Regions from separate parts of the Arachis hypogaea genome. Here region 1 is linked to region 2. The links are chromatin contacts, called in public Hi-C maps. All regions are on one chromosome and are shown on one strand. Each heading gives the region's core, a stretch centred on a gene start, on an enhancer-like site or on the middle of the called end of the contact. The rest is flanking DNA. Distances are from core to core; before and after follow the strand shown. Region 1 holds the start of LOC112715611 (CBS domain-containing protein CBSX2, chloroplastic). Region 2 holds the start of LOC112715607 (small ribosomal subunit protein uS9).

Region 1 (5,780 bases), core at 1,682-4,181, 840 kb after region 2:
TATTTCTATGTATCGTTTTTGTCCCCAACATTTTCGTCCTATTTAAGTCCCTAATGTTTCGAAATCGTTTCAATTTTGTCGTGCTGTCAACTCCGTTAACGGATCCCTAACAACAAGACAATATTGAGTCAATTTTAAAACGTTAGGAACTTAAATAAAACGATTAAAATGTTAGGAACAACTTTAGGACTTACTCTAATATTAGAGACAAAAATAATATTTTACTCTTAATAATATTACTCTTCTCATAATTTATAAAAAAATAATATTATTAAAATAAAAATGATAATAATCAATAACCTATAGTTCTAATTGTATAATCTCTCCCTATTAAAATAAGAGAGTGCGAATTTAAATCTCCTTATCTTTAGTTAAAAAAATTAAGAATAATAATAGCATTTCTTTATTAATATTGACGTTGCATCCTTTCCTGCTTCCTAAGACCCAAATCCCAAGTAGGCGAGGGATAAGTCATAGTAGCTTAGATTCAATTTTAGCAGTTTGTATTGTTCTAGAAGCATTTTGAAGTTGAAGTTGAAGTGTGAAAGTGAAAGTGGAATTTTTTGTCTTGAATTTTTAAATGAAACAGTTTTCTTTGTTGTCAATGATGATTATTTGAAACGAACTCAAATTTTTTTTTTTCGGTTGCATTTTCAGAATGGGGAAGAAGGTTCAAAAACGGCACTTGATTTTTTTAATTTTTTAAATGTTTATATCTTTAAATTTCTCTATATATAACTTATTTTATTAGGTATTTTTAAAATAAAAATTTAAATTTAAAAGAGAAGGTATTCAATTTAAAGTTATGAAAAAATGGGTTCGAATTAGTCGGTCGAACCATAAACCAATAAAAATAACAAATTAATTAAATATTCTAACGGAAAAATTTAAAAATTGTAGTTGGACCGGTCGAAAATCAATCGGTCGAAACGAACTAGGAATCGATCGATTATTTTTTTATTTTCACCCAAAAGTTCAAAACAGCATTTGATTTAGAGGAAAAGAATCCTAACCAAAACAAGAAGCAGTAGCACCTTTGTCTCTCTCACAGTCTCACTTAGACGTTATCCTTTTTCTTCTTCTCATCGAGCTGCTCCCTCTTTTCCTAACTTATGTCTAGCTACCATTCTGTTACTGCCACCGTCGTAATTTCTGGAAGCTGCTTTCATCGTGCAGCCATTGTTCGAACTTCGAAGACACCCTCACCATGGTAACTATTCTCACCTCTTACCTTAATCGTGCAGCCACTGTCCCGTCGGCACCAGCTTTGTTCCACCGTACTCCTTTTCGTCAGTCGTGTCAACCCTTCCATCGTGCTCCCTGTTTCCTTCTTTGCTGAGTCTGCCTTTTTCTAGGTATTTTTAACTGTAATTGTTGTTAATTAATCTATGACTTGTGATTTTTCATTATCGTAGTTTAGAATTGTGGATAATCTTAAATAATTGTTGTCAGTTAATCTGTAAATCTTGTTGTTGTTAATTTTTTTATTCTGTAATTATCTTGACTGTTGAGATTATTGGGTTAGTGTGGGTTACTATAAGCCTGTAATATTGTTATTGGGTTGCTGGTAAATTTTAGGTATGGATGAGAGTATCAACCAAGAAACACTTAAGAATAATAATGCAGAGAATAATTTGGCTTCGAATCCTGTCTAGAAACTTCTCTTCTTCTTGAATCTAACGATAGTCATTAGTCAATCATAAACTTCTAATGTTTCAAAAAAAAAATTGATCCAGCTTGAAGATATGTTAGCTTTACAAGTAATAAACGGAAAATTGCATTACCAATGTTTGTGTTGTCTAAGTACTTTTGGAGGAGAGAGAATTAATAGAATGAAAAAATATTTGACAAAGATAGATGGAGATATTAAAAAGTATTTTAAAGTCCCTTATGACGTAGAAAAACAAATGAAAAATTTATTGAAAGAAATTCAAAAAATTAAAACTAGTAAGAGAAAAGTAAGTTTTAATGAAAATGGTAGTGATGAGATTGAAAATACAATTGATAAAGCATTAATGCAAGAAGAACAATAAATTCCGAATCAGTTACCATTAAAGCAAGTAATTATAAGTGATCCACAAAAGAAAGCAAAAATCTTTATTCCTCCTATGTTTGCACAAAGATTGTTATTGATAATGTGTTATATATATCGTTAGATGATATTGATGCTGATTTTGATCAAAATAGTGTTGGTAGTGGTGATAATAATACATTTTATGCTGTATGCCTGTATCACTTAATTTTTTTGGTGCAAATAGTAAAAATGAAGGTGATGATTTCAAGAAAATAAATTTGTAGCAAATTTTAGAAAATTTTAATGATTGATAATAAATTTAAATGTTGTCATTTTATATTTGATTATTATTTTTATTATTTAACTTTTGAATTTATAATTAAATGAAATTATAATATTATGATTTTTATAATATTTTTAATTTAAATAATAAAATTTTTATTAGATTATAATTATGATTTTATCTATTTATTAATATTTTATTTATTATTTTATTATAAAATATTTTTTAAATTAAATTATGATCAAATCAATTAAACTAATAAATTAATAGTTAAAATAGTTCAAGGTGGGGTTGGATTTTCATAACCTTGACTCAATTATTCAGGCCAACTACCTTGCGTAGGCCCTACCAAGGCTCAACATGGGGAATAAGCAGCATTATAGACAACCACAACAAAACTAAGTTGGGTTGGTTTAGTAGTTAGCTTACTAATTCACTTAAGTAAATGTCAGGTATTCGAATTCCGCCTTGTGCATGCAGCAATCCATTGGCCAGCGACAAATTATTAAGTAAATCTTAATACCGCGACAAATTAGTCTTTGACCTGCTAAGTTGGAAAATGCCTAAAAATAAAAAAAAAAACAGACAACCACAACCACATAATTATACGCACATAATACAGGTTTAAAATATTGGAAAATCTTAAACAGAACTCCATGCGACTAGAAAACGACACCGTTCAACAACCCGCGCCGACTGCGATACTACATTTGTGTCAGTTTCCGCAAACTATTCTTCCCACCGGTTTCAACGGAAAATCTGAAAAGTAAAGTACGTTCACGTCTCCTTTTCAAATTTCATAATTCATTCATTATTCAACCATTCTACTTTGAATTTTCTCATTTTGTTTTTTCAATTTACATATCTTCATATTTTTCATAATTTATTCTACAAACTGAGATATAGAGAGAGAATCAGAGATTGGCATTATTGTCAGTACCAAAAATAACTTTCCTTTCTCCATTCCACGCTATTTTTGGTCTCCGATCTCCCTTCCACTTACAGCAGCGGAAGAATCACCAGCAAAATCAAAATTAGAAAGAAAAGCAAAACAATTTTACATTAATAAAGGATTTAAAGAAAAATCATTGACATGAGTTCGATTCCTTTGATCAACACACTCCCTGTTGTTGCTCCGCTTCGCTCCGTTTCCCCTCCTCAATGCGGCGAGTTTCTTCCTTTATCCGCCATCCCAAAACGGCGACGTTCATTGTCCTCAGCTGCGTTTCGCCCAGTTTCTTCGGGCCCTGGCCCAAGCCCAGGTCCAACTATCAATTCAGCTCCGGTAAGTCTTCTTCTCAACGGATCAAGCTTCTCTGATACGATAACTGCTCTTTACCCTTCTCAGATGAGGTTATTTTTGTAATTTGATGTTGGTTTTCAGCGCGGGAATGGAAGTTACACAGTTGGTGATTTCATGACAACGAAAGATCATTTGCACGTTGTCAAGCCCTCCACTACCGTTGACGAAGGTAAGGATTTGTTTCTGTAATTTTTTGTTTTTTATTATTATGTTATTTAGTGTTCGTTTTATATTCTCCAAGTTTATTTACTTAAAATTTAAAATTTCAGCTTTGGAGGCACTCGTCAACAACAGGATCAGTGGTCTTCCAGTTATCGATGACGACTGGAATCTCGTAACTTTTTAATCCCCTTCAGCTATTTTTGCATTATTCTTTAATGATTTTAACGTTCTTCACTTTTGTTTTTTTCATGTACTTGTCTTTTCATCATCAAAATGCAACTACTTTGACTTTATTTTACTTCCTCTTTGAGACTTACCTCTTTTTCTTTCTAATAAAAAATTGCTGCAGGTTGGAGTTGTTTCAGATTATGACTTGCTAGCAATTGATTCTATATCAGGTATATTATATTATTTTATTTTGTTCTACTTTTTGCTAATTCTGAGTTGGAAATCATTTGTGTTAGTTATCCTTTCTACTTTTCAAACTTCGTGTTGTTATTGTTGAGAATGGTGACACTGAAGATGACAATATGCCATGTATGATAGTGTGGGCATTGAACTTCTTTACAAACCTTAAGCAATGCTATTATAAAATTCTATGGTTGTGCCCAAGTTTGCAAAACAAGAGTTCCGCATCCTGCTGCAAAGTGTCTACTAATCTTTTGTTTTGGCTTTTTAGGTGGTCCTCAAAGTGATGCAAACTTATTTCCTGATGTTGGTAGCTCTTGGAAAGTATGTGCAACTTTTTCTTCTAACTATGCTAAATAGATTTGCTGTCAATCATTCATAACACCTCTTTTATTGATGTTCATGGAATGTGCTTTGTAAATTGAGATGGGGCCATTCTATTATGTTGTTCACAAACTTAATTCTGAACCTACATGCAATCCTCTATGACAATTGAATTTCAATTTTTATTTTTTTGCCATGCACACCGTTGTTTTGCTGAAATAATAGTATTTCACTGAATACAAGGTCGTCGTAACTCGTTATAAATTCTGAAGCCTTGTGTAAATTTCATCAATTACTTATTGATCAACAACTGTATACTGCTTCTCTAAAAGATGGCTCTTCCGAATGGGAGGTAGGGTTGGCCCTTATTGGTGATCTTGATGGACATGCTGGAGAGGTTGCTATTAGTGTTCAAGTTTTCAAAAAATGCAAGATTTTTAAAAGGAAGGAAGTGGTATAAATTTTGAAAAATCGTGACCAAAATCATTTGCTTTAATCAGCGAACCTGCATCTTAGTTATCTCGTATTAGGAAATATTGCTGTCTGAAGTATAATTTGGACGAGTGCATCTTTGTATCCATTTGTATCTAGAGTCAAGCTTCAGGAAATAATGATCTGATCATGTGAATGTAGCAAAGTTTTGCTTGAGTTCAGAAATTACTGTTCTGAATAAGTTTACTTAAAAGTCCCAGTCTTTTGCAATAGAAGAATTTTGGAAGTCAGCCAGGTCTTTTTGAGTTTATGAATCAGTGCCTTCCAATATATATATGGGATCAGCTGTCTTTCTCCTTTGTTTTTTTCGGGAAATGTAGGGTACCTTCCTTTTTGCCTTTGTATTGACTACTTTTGAAATTTGCAAGGGGAAATGTAGGGTACCTTCCTTTTTGCCTTTGTAACTACTTTTGAAATTTGCAAGGTGGTCTTGGCAATGTTATATGGATTCTGTGATCAAACATGATCCTCAAAAGTACGACTTTGTCAGGACATTAAGATCATTTTTGTGTGTCAGGTAGTAAAGGATATGCATAGGTTCCGTATCTTAGAAATAACAAAATTTTGGCCTGAATTTTTTTAATATTCCTTCCGCTGTCTTCTTTGTGTTACTTGTCATGAAGCAGAAGGGAGCTTGCAATCGTATGAAAACTATCATATTTTATATGTTAGGAACAAACGTCTATTGAACTATCATTAGTTTATTATGTTAAGCAAAACTGTCTTGTTCTAATTGTTTGCTTCAATGACAGACATTTAATGAGATACAAAAACTGCTTAGTAAGACTAATGGA
Region 2 (6,034 bases), core at 3,474-5,973:
CTTATCCAAAAAAGGGAAACAAACAGAATATTTTGTTTACGACCTTAAAAGGCCAGAAACAAATTGTTCACAACCACCAGCAAATAAATAGAAGTTTAAAAAAAGGGAGACCCACAGGCCGGGCCCCCATATAGCCACAAAAATAAAGAAGTCATTTTTTGGACGGAGTAGAGGAATCACCACCACCAGGAGGAACACCACCAGGACCGGGAGGAGGAGCCAAAGAGGAAGTAGGAGCAAGGGTCGAAGAACTCGGAGCATCTTTAGAATGAGGAGGAGACTCTATAATCCTCTGCCCCCGAGTCTTTAGGTCTGACTCGGAAAGGACCTCGGGAGCAGGAGGATCAACAATGGCGCCATTAATCACCACCTTGTCAGGATGTAGTGGAGAAAGATCCAAGTCGGGGGCTATAACCCTGACCTGCTCCAGGAAAATTCTCTAAGACTCCTCGGCGCCATCAGCGATAGAGTCCTCCAAGTCAGCATAAGCATTCCGAGAGTTCATCAAATCCTTCTTCACCTCCACCATATCTTTAAATAGGCTTTGGTAACTCTCCTGGGCTGCCTTGCTTAGATTTACCTCCATGGTACATTGGGCTCGCAGCTGGCTCTCCTTCTCCCGGAGGACGTCTCTCTCCTTCCTCAACTTATCCCTCTCCTCCTTCAACTCCTCTTGATGCTTTTCAAACAAAAGAAGCCTCTCCTCCAGCTCCGCAACCTTTGAGGTAGTCCCCAAGGAGCTGAGGGGAGTCTTCTCGAAGATATCCAAAAGTTTGCCACAAACTCCCGCCGCCCTAAAGCTCTCCTCGGCCAGAGCGGTAAGGTGGTTCCGAACAGAAGCATCATCCATACTTATAAGAGGATAGATGTTCTTTCGGACGAATGCTTGAGCATCCGCCTTAACACCACCTTCCCAAGAAGGGCCAGACTCTGAAGTCTTGCGCTTCTTCTTCTCCGGCTCGGAGAGCAATTGGGCAGAAGGGAGTGGTCGAGCCAAACTTGAGGAGGAGATGATAATAGGTTGAGAGGGAGTACCAACATTTCTAGGAGGAGGAGGAGGAGGAGGAGAGACGACCGCCTTGCCACCCCCGGACCTAGTCCGGGACTTTGCCTTAGCTTCCTGGACCCTTTGGTAAGCCTCCTGAGCATTCTTTTTTGCCATATCTACAACAGAAACAATCAAGTCACAAGTCGGTAAAAGACAAGTCGGCAAAAAAGAAGTCGGTGAAATACAACTCGGAAATAGGAAATGCATGCGCTACCTATGCAAGATTGAACAAAAGTCGGCGTCCCCTGAAGGATTTTTCTCGTATCTAAGTATGGGGCCCTCCCCCATGCTTCTCGGAAAAACCCCACAATGGCCGCCTCCACCTCGTCTAGGTCATCTAGACCAATCTTTTCACAAGGGGTGGCCGGCAGCCAGTAAAGGGGAAAGCGAGGGGAGGAATGCTCGTCCAGAAAAAAGGGGTGGTGACCCTCTACAGCTTGAACCTTGAAGAAGAAATTTTTGAAGTCGTGGAAAGATTCGTCAAAAAGGGTGAAAATCCTCCGACCTTGAATGGCTCGGAAGGATACCCATTGTTGTTTGTTGTTTAGCCCACTAAAGGGCTTAGTCATATGGAAAAGATAAAAGAAGATTCTCAAGGAAGTCGGGAAGTCCAGAGCGTGGCTTATAAACTGGTAAATCTTCAAAAAACCCCAGGAATTGGGGTGGAGTTGAGTAGGGGCAACCTTACAGTGGTGCAAAACGGATATCTCGAAATCCGAGAAAGGAAGAAAAACACCCAAACGGGTGATCATGCATTCATACATGAAGAAAAAATGAGGGGCCACCTCATTAGCTCTCCCAAAACAGACCCGGTCTTCAGGACCCGGGATTATCAGTTCATATTTGGGCTCGTCCTCGTCCGAAGTACAGAGCCTATGATGAGTACGAAGATGGGTGATAAACTCAGCGTCAACCAACGGTTCCTCCCCAAGGACCGTAACGTCAACCCACTGAGAAAGAATGTCTACAGAAGCCATTTTTTACGTAAAGAAAAGTGGCAGAAAACCTACAAAAGGAAAAAGAAAAAGAAAATCAAAAAACACGGCCACTAAAGAAGAAAGATTCGAAACTAGAATCTACGGGTCAACCTATCTACTCGCAAAACAAAACATGCAAACATAAAGCATGACATGGAAAAAGCAAAACTAACCTTTATCCAAAAATGGAGGTTGGTGAAGGGCAGAAGTCTTCGAACACAAGGATGCAATACGAACAAGATAAAGAGAAAGTTTGAAAGATTGCAGAAACGGAAAATGGAAAGAGAGGGAAAGTATTTATAATAAAGGCTAAGGGACATAATGGTAAAAAGCGAAGCAGTCATTAATGAGACTGCACCGTTACCAAAGCCCTCAATCCCTAAAAGATCCCTCAACGTACACGACGCTTGAATTGACGTAACTGTCAGAAACCAAAAGTCGCGGAAATCACGTCGGTTTCCAAGATCCGTGTTCTTTCAAACAAATCGACTACGAACCCGAGTTGAATACTTGAACCCAAACTTTATAGGAAATTTGGGCTCAAGTAGGGGCACTGTTCATACCCTGGCCCAATACAAAGGCCCAGGTCCAACTAAAAGGCCTAACCTAAAGGATTAGAGCCTAGCTAAGTACCGACCTTCACACAAGAAGTCGGTATCAACCACGACTTGGTCAAAAGAGGTCGGATGCGAGATTAGCTGGCAGATAAACACTCATTCAAATGAGTAACCGCCCCTAAAATCTCTCTAACCGTCTCATAAAGCCATATCTTAACCTCCCCAAGATAATAGGGACGGTTACCACCCTAAAGATACGGCACTACACCAACGGTGGTTATTGGCTCATCTCTATAAATACACTGACACTCCCTCAGGTATCTCGAAGTCCAATACTCTCTAAGACCTGCTTACACTCTTGCTAACTTAGGCATCGGAGTGTCTTTGCAGGTACCACCCCCCATTCACGCGCGAGCACAAGTCGGACGGAGCCTCCCGAGTTGCGGACCTACCCGGAGTTCTCCTCCATCATACACTTGGGCCGCCAAACGCCATCCTCAGCATTAATCTCCGGTTACCTACCGTAACAAACTTAAAAATGGAACGGATTCTACTTGCATCTGTGTTTTCAATCACAATCATTTTGTCCACAATAACACTCCGAGTTTTATATAGTTTATCACAATATAAGCATCAAAAGCATCAGGTTTGCCATGCCATGGATCCCACACTAATATCTGAACACATCTTTTGCCCGTAGATTTTTGTAGTAAACAACACTAATTCAAACTTATTGTGGCGTTAAATACTTTTACACCCTACAGTTGCAAGAGAGACGAATGTATTTGGGGCATTCATTGGAGACCCACTATTTTGTAGTGTCCTTCTCGGCCCTTCTTCGTTCCACCATTCTGATAGCATTACCCTCAAAACGAGAGATGCTCTGAATTTAAAGGCCGTACTTTTTAAGGAAGAGCACATATTCTAAATTTTACAATGAAATAGCAAAAAAAAATGTACCAATGTAGCTAATAGTCATAACCACACACACGGGGGACTTAATAATCCCAACTATATTTCATATGAAAAATGCTTCATATTGAAAACTTTTGATAGCAGGTGATTAAAAGCGTTCTCCCCAGCTTGACATTATTGTTATTCAGTCATCACTACAGCTACCAGTAAAACAGTAATTAGAAAACTAAATTAAATCAAATTTAAAAACCAAAACACTTAAATGAATGAAGAGTTTTGCATAATTCATATCTAATAATCAATGAAGTTCTTCGATTAAAATTAAATATCTGTAAAAAAAAAAAGCATCACATAACAATCAAAACGCAATAAAATCTCCAAGACTTAATATAACTACTGCTCAATAAGAGTTTTCCACAGCATAAAACATGAACCGAAACCCCATACCCCAAAAAACCCCTCCTTTTCTCTCCCTAACGGTAAGATTTCTGGAACCTCGCGCGAGCGCCACGACCACCGAACTTCTTAGGCTCACAGCGCCTTGGATCAGCAACAAGTAAGGTCCTATCGTACCTGACGAGAATGTCCTTGATCTCCTTCTTGCTCTGTTCATCAACGTACTTCTGGTAGAACGCAACCAGCGCCTTCGCTATGCTCTGCCTTATGGCGTAGATCTGAGAAGTGTGTCCACCGCCCTTGACGCGGATGCGCATGTCGACGCCGGCGAAGCGGCTCCGCCCTAACAGAAGAATCGGCTCGAAGGCCTTGAACCGTAGGATCTCAGGCTCAACAACCTCGATTGGGCAGCCATTGATCTTGATGAGCCCGCGGCCGCGCTTGCAGTAGGTAACCGCAACCGCCGTTTTCTTGCGACCGAAGCATTGGACCTGCTCGAGAGGCTGCGCCGCCATTGCTTCCTCTCTCTCTATTCTCTCACACTGCTGAAGGCGTTGCTTGTGTTATCTGTCTTTGGAAAACCCTAAGTTTTTTGCGCTGAGTGAGAGATAAAGGTGGAAAATTTTGGGAGAGCGTTATATATGGCGTTTAGGGTTTATGTACGGTTGTTAAAATAACCTTGGGTTGTTGCCAGAATTACCAGACTGCCACTAACAGCCCAAAATGAGGCCCATATGAAAATGAAAGCCCACTGATCTACTGTTGGAGCTTTGAGATTCAGCCTGATCTCATGTTAAGCTTTTTTATAAGAAGAAAAAATAAAATTCAACTGTTTAAGTGTTTAATGTGTCTTAGGCGCCGGTTCAGGTTGTTTTCATGGGTCTGGTCCAGTTTTCGGCTCCAGGCCTTGACTAAAAACTGTTGTCCAATAAATTATGAGATATCTATTCATCTACAAAAAAAAAAAAAATACTCAGCTCAAGGAAAATGGTATCGCTAGACTGTTTCTTTTTTCTTTTGTTATTGGAATTTTAGCCGAATTTTGGTTTTTTATTGGTATATAGAATTTAATTTATTCAAAATTGAAGGCCCAATCTTGTTCAAACCAAAATTATTTTTGTTTAATTTTGTTATGGGAAAGAAGTTAGTATCTTGGGAGGATATTGGAGGGTGGGGTGATTTACCTGGCGGTGGAGCTTCCGGTTAACGCGCAGGAGCGTGGTGACCCTGCTACTGAGTAGCGTGTTAGCACCACGCAAGGGTGTGGTGACGCGGTGAGCATGCACGTTTCTGGCACCACGCAGGGGCGTGGTGGAGCTGGCATCGTGGAGTCCCGATGTTCCTGCACCACGAGAGGACGTGTTGTAGCTGCTGCCACGCAGGGAACAGGTCTAACCCCTGTAAACAGCAAGCGTGGCCTCTTCATTGCTCTATATAAAGAGTCTTCTTCTCCAACTGCAATATAGAAAGAAAGTGTGTTAGTGAGAGGGAAGAAAAGCATTAGGGGAAGGAGGGTTGTGAACTCATATCAGAGAGGAAGGGTCTTGCTACCTCACAAGGTGAAAGGGTGAAAAAATAGGCAGTAAAAAAAAAATTATTTTTGTACCTAATTTAAAGAATAGTTCGTAATTATAAATTATTTAGATCATCTAATTTATGTAAGTTGGTAAATTATATTTTTATTGTGTATTTTAATTTCTGTTATTTTTTGTTATTTAATATGTTAAAATATAATTTTTTTTGTTAATTTTGAATTAATTTTTTGTTATAAAAATACTAAAATAAAATATATATTATACTATACTATACGATATACTAAAAATTTTTTTAAAAAAAATATGTATTTCTCTACGGTAAAAATATAAAAATAATATTATAGTAAAATAAAAAATATATATTCTGTAAATAAATATGTATGTTGAACATATTCAAAAGTTTAATATATAAATGTTAAAGTAATAAATAAATATTAGAAAAATATATATACGTTGATGTTATTAATAATATTAGAAAAATATATGTTGATGCACGAAAAAAAATATTTTAACTATGGTAATGCATTGCACGTTAATGATTCTAACAAATAAAATATTAAAATAAATAAATATGTAAATAATATTATTAATTGAAGTGATCACAAA

What was found. Hi-C and Micro-C count contacts between places; a contact is called where the count stands out from the background.
Region 1: a Hi-C map of leaf shows a contact between it and region 2, with 10 times the contacts expected there. The contact joins the promoter of LOC112715611 here to the promoter of LOC112715607 in region 2. A contact is called at or near these places in 2 of 8 Hi-C or Micro-C datasets (both in leaf).

Annotation. Positions count from the first base shown.
Region 1 is chr10:53,729,971-53,735,750 of arahy.Tifrunner.gnm2.J5K5, forward strand. It overlaps LOC112715611 (CBS domain-containing protein CBSX2, chloroplastic), which reads left to right and starts at 2,932. Exons shown (of 9, transcript XM_025767380.3): 1 at 2,932-3,068; 2 at 3,303-3,582; 3 at 3,682-3,769; 4 at 3,870-3,934; 5 at 4,112-4,160; 6 at 4,442-4,494; 7 at 5,739-5,780. The coding sequence starts at 3,391.
Region 2 is chr10:52,887,448-52,893,481 of arahy.Tifrunner.gnm2.J5K5, forward strand. It overlaps LOC112715607 (small ribosomal subunit protein uS9), which reads right to left and starts at 4,724. Exons shown (of 1, transcript XM_025767376.3): 1 at 3,761-4,724. The coding sequence starts at 4,408. The coding sequence ends at 3,971.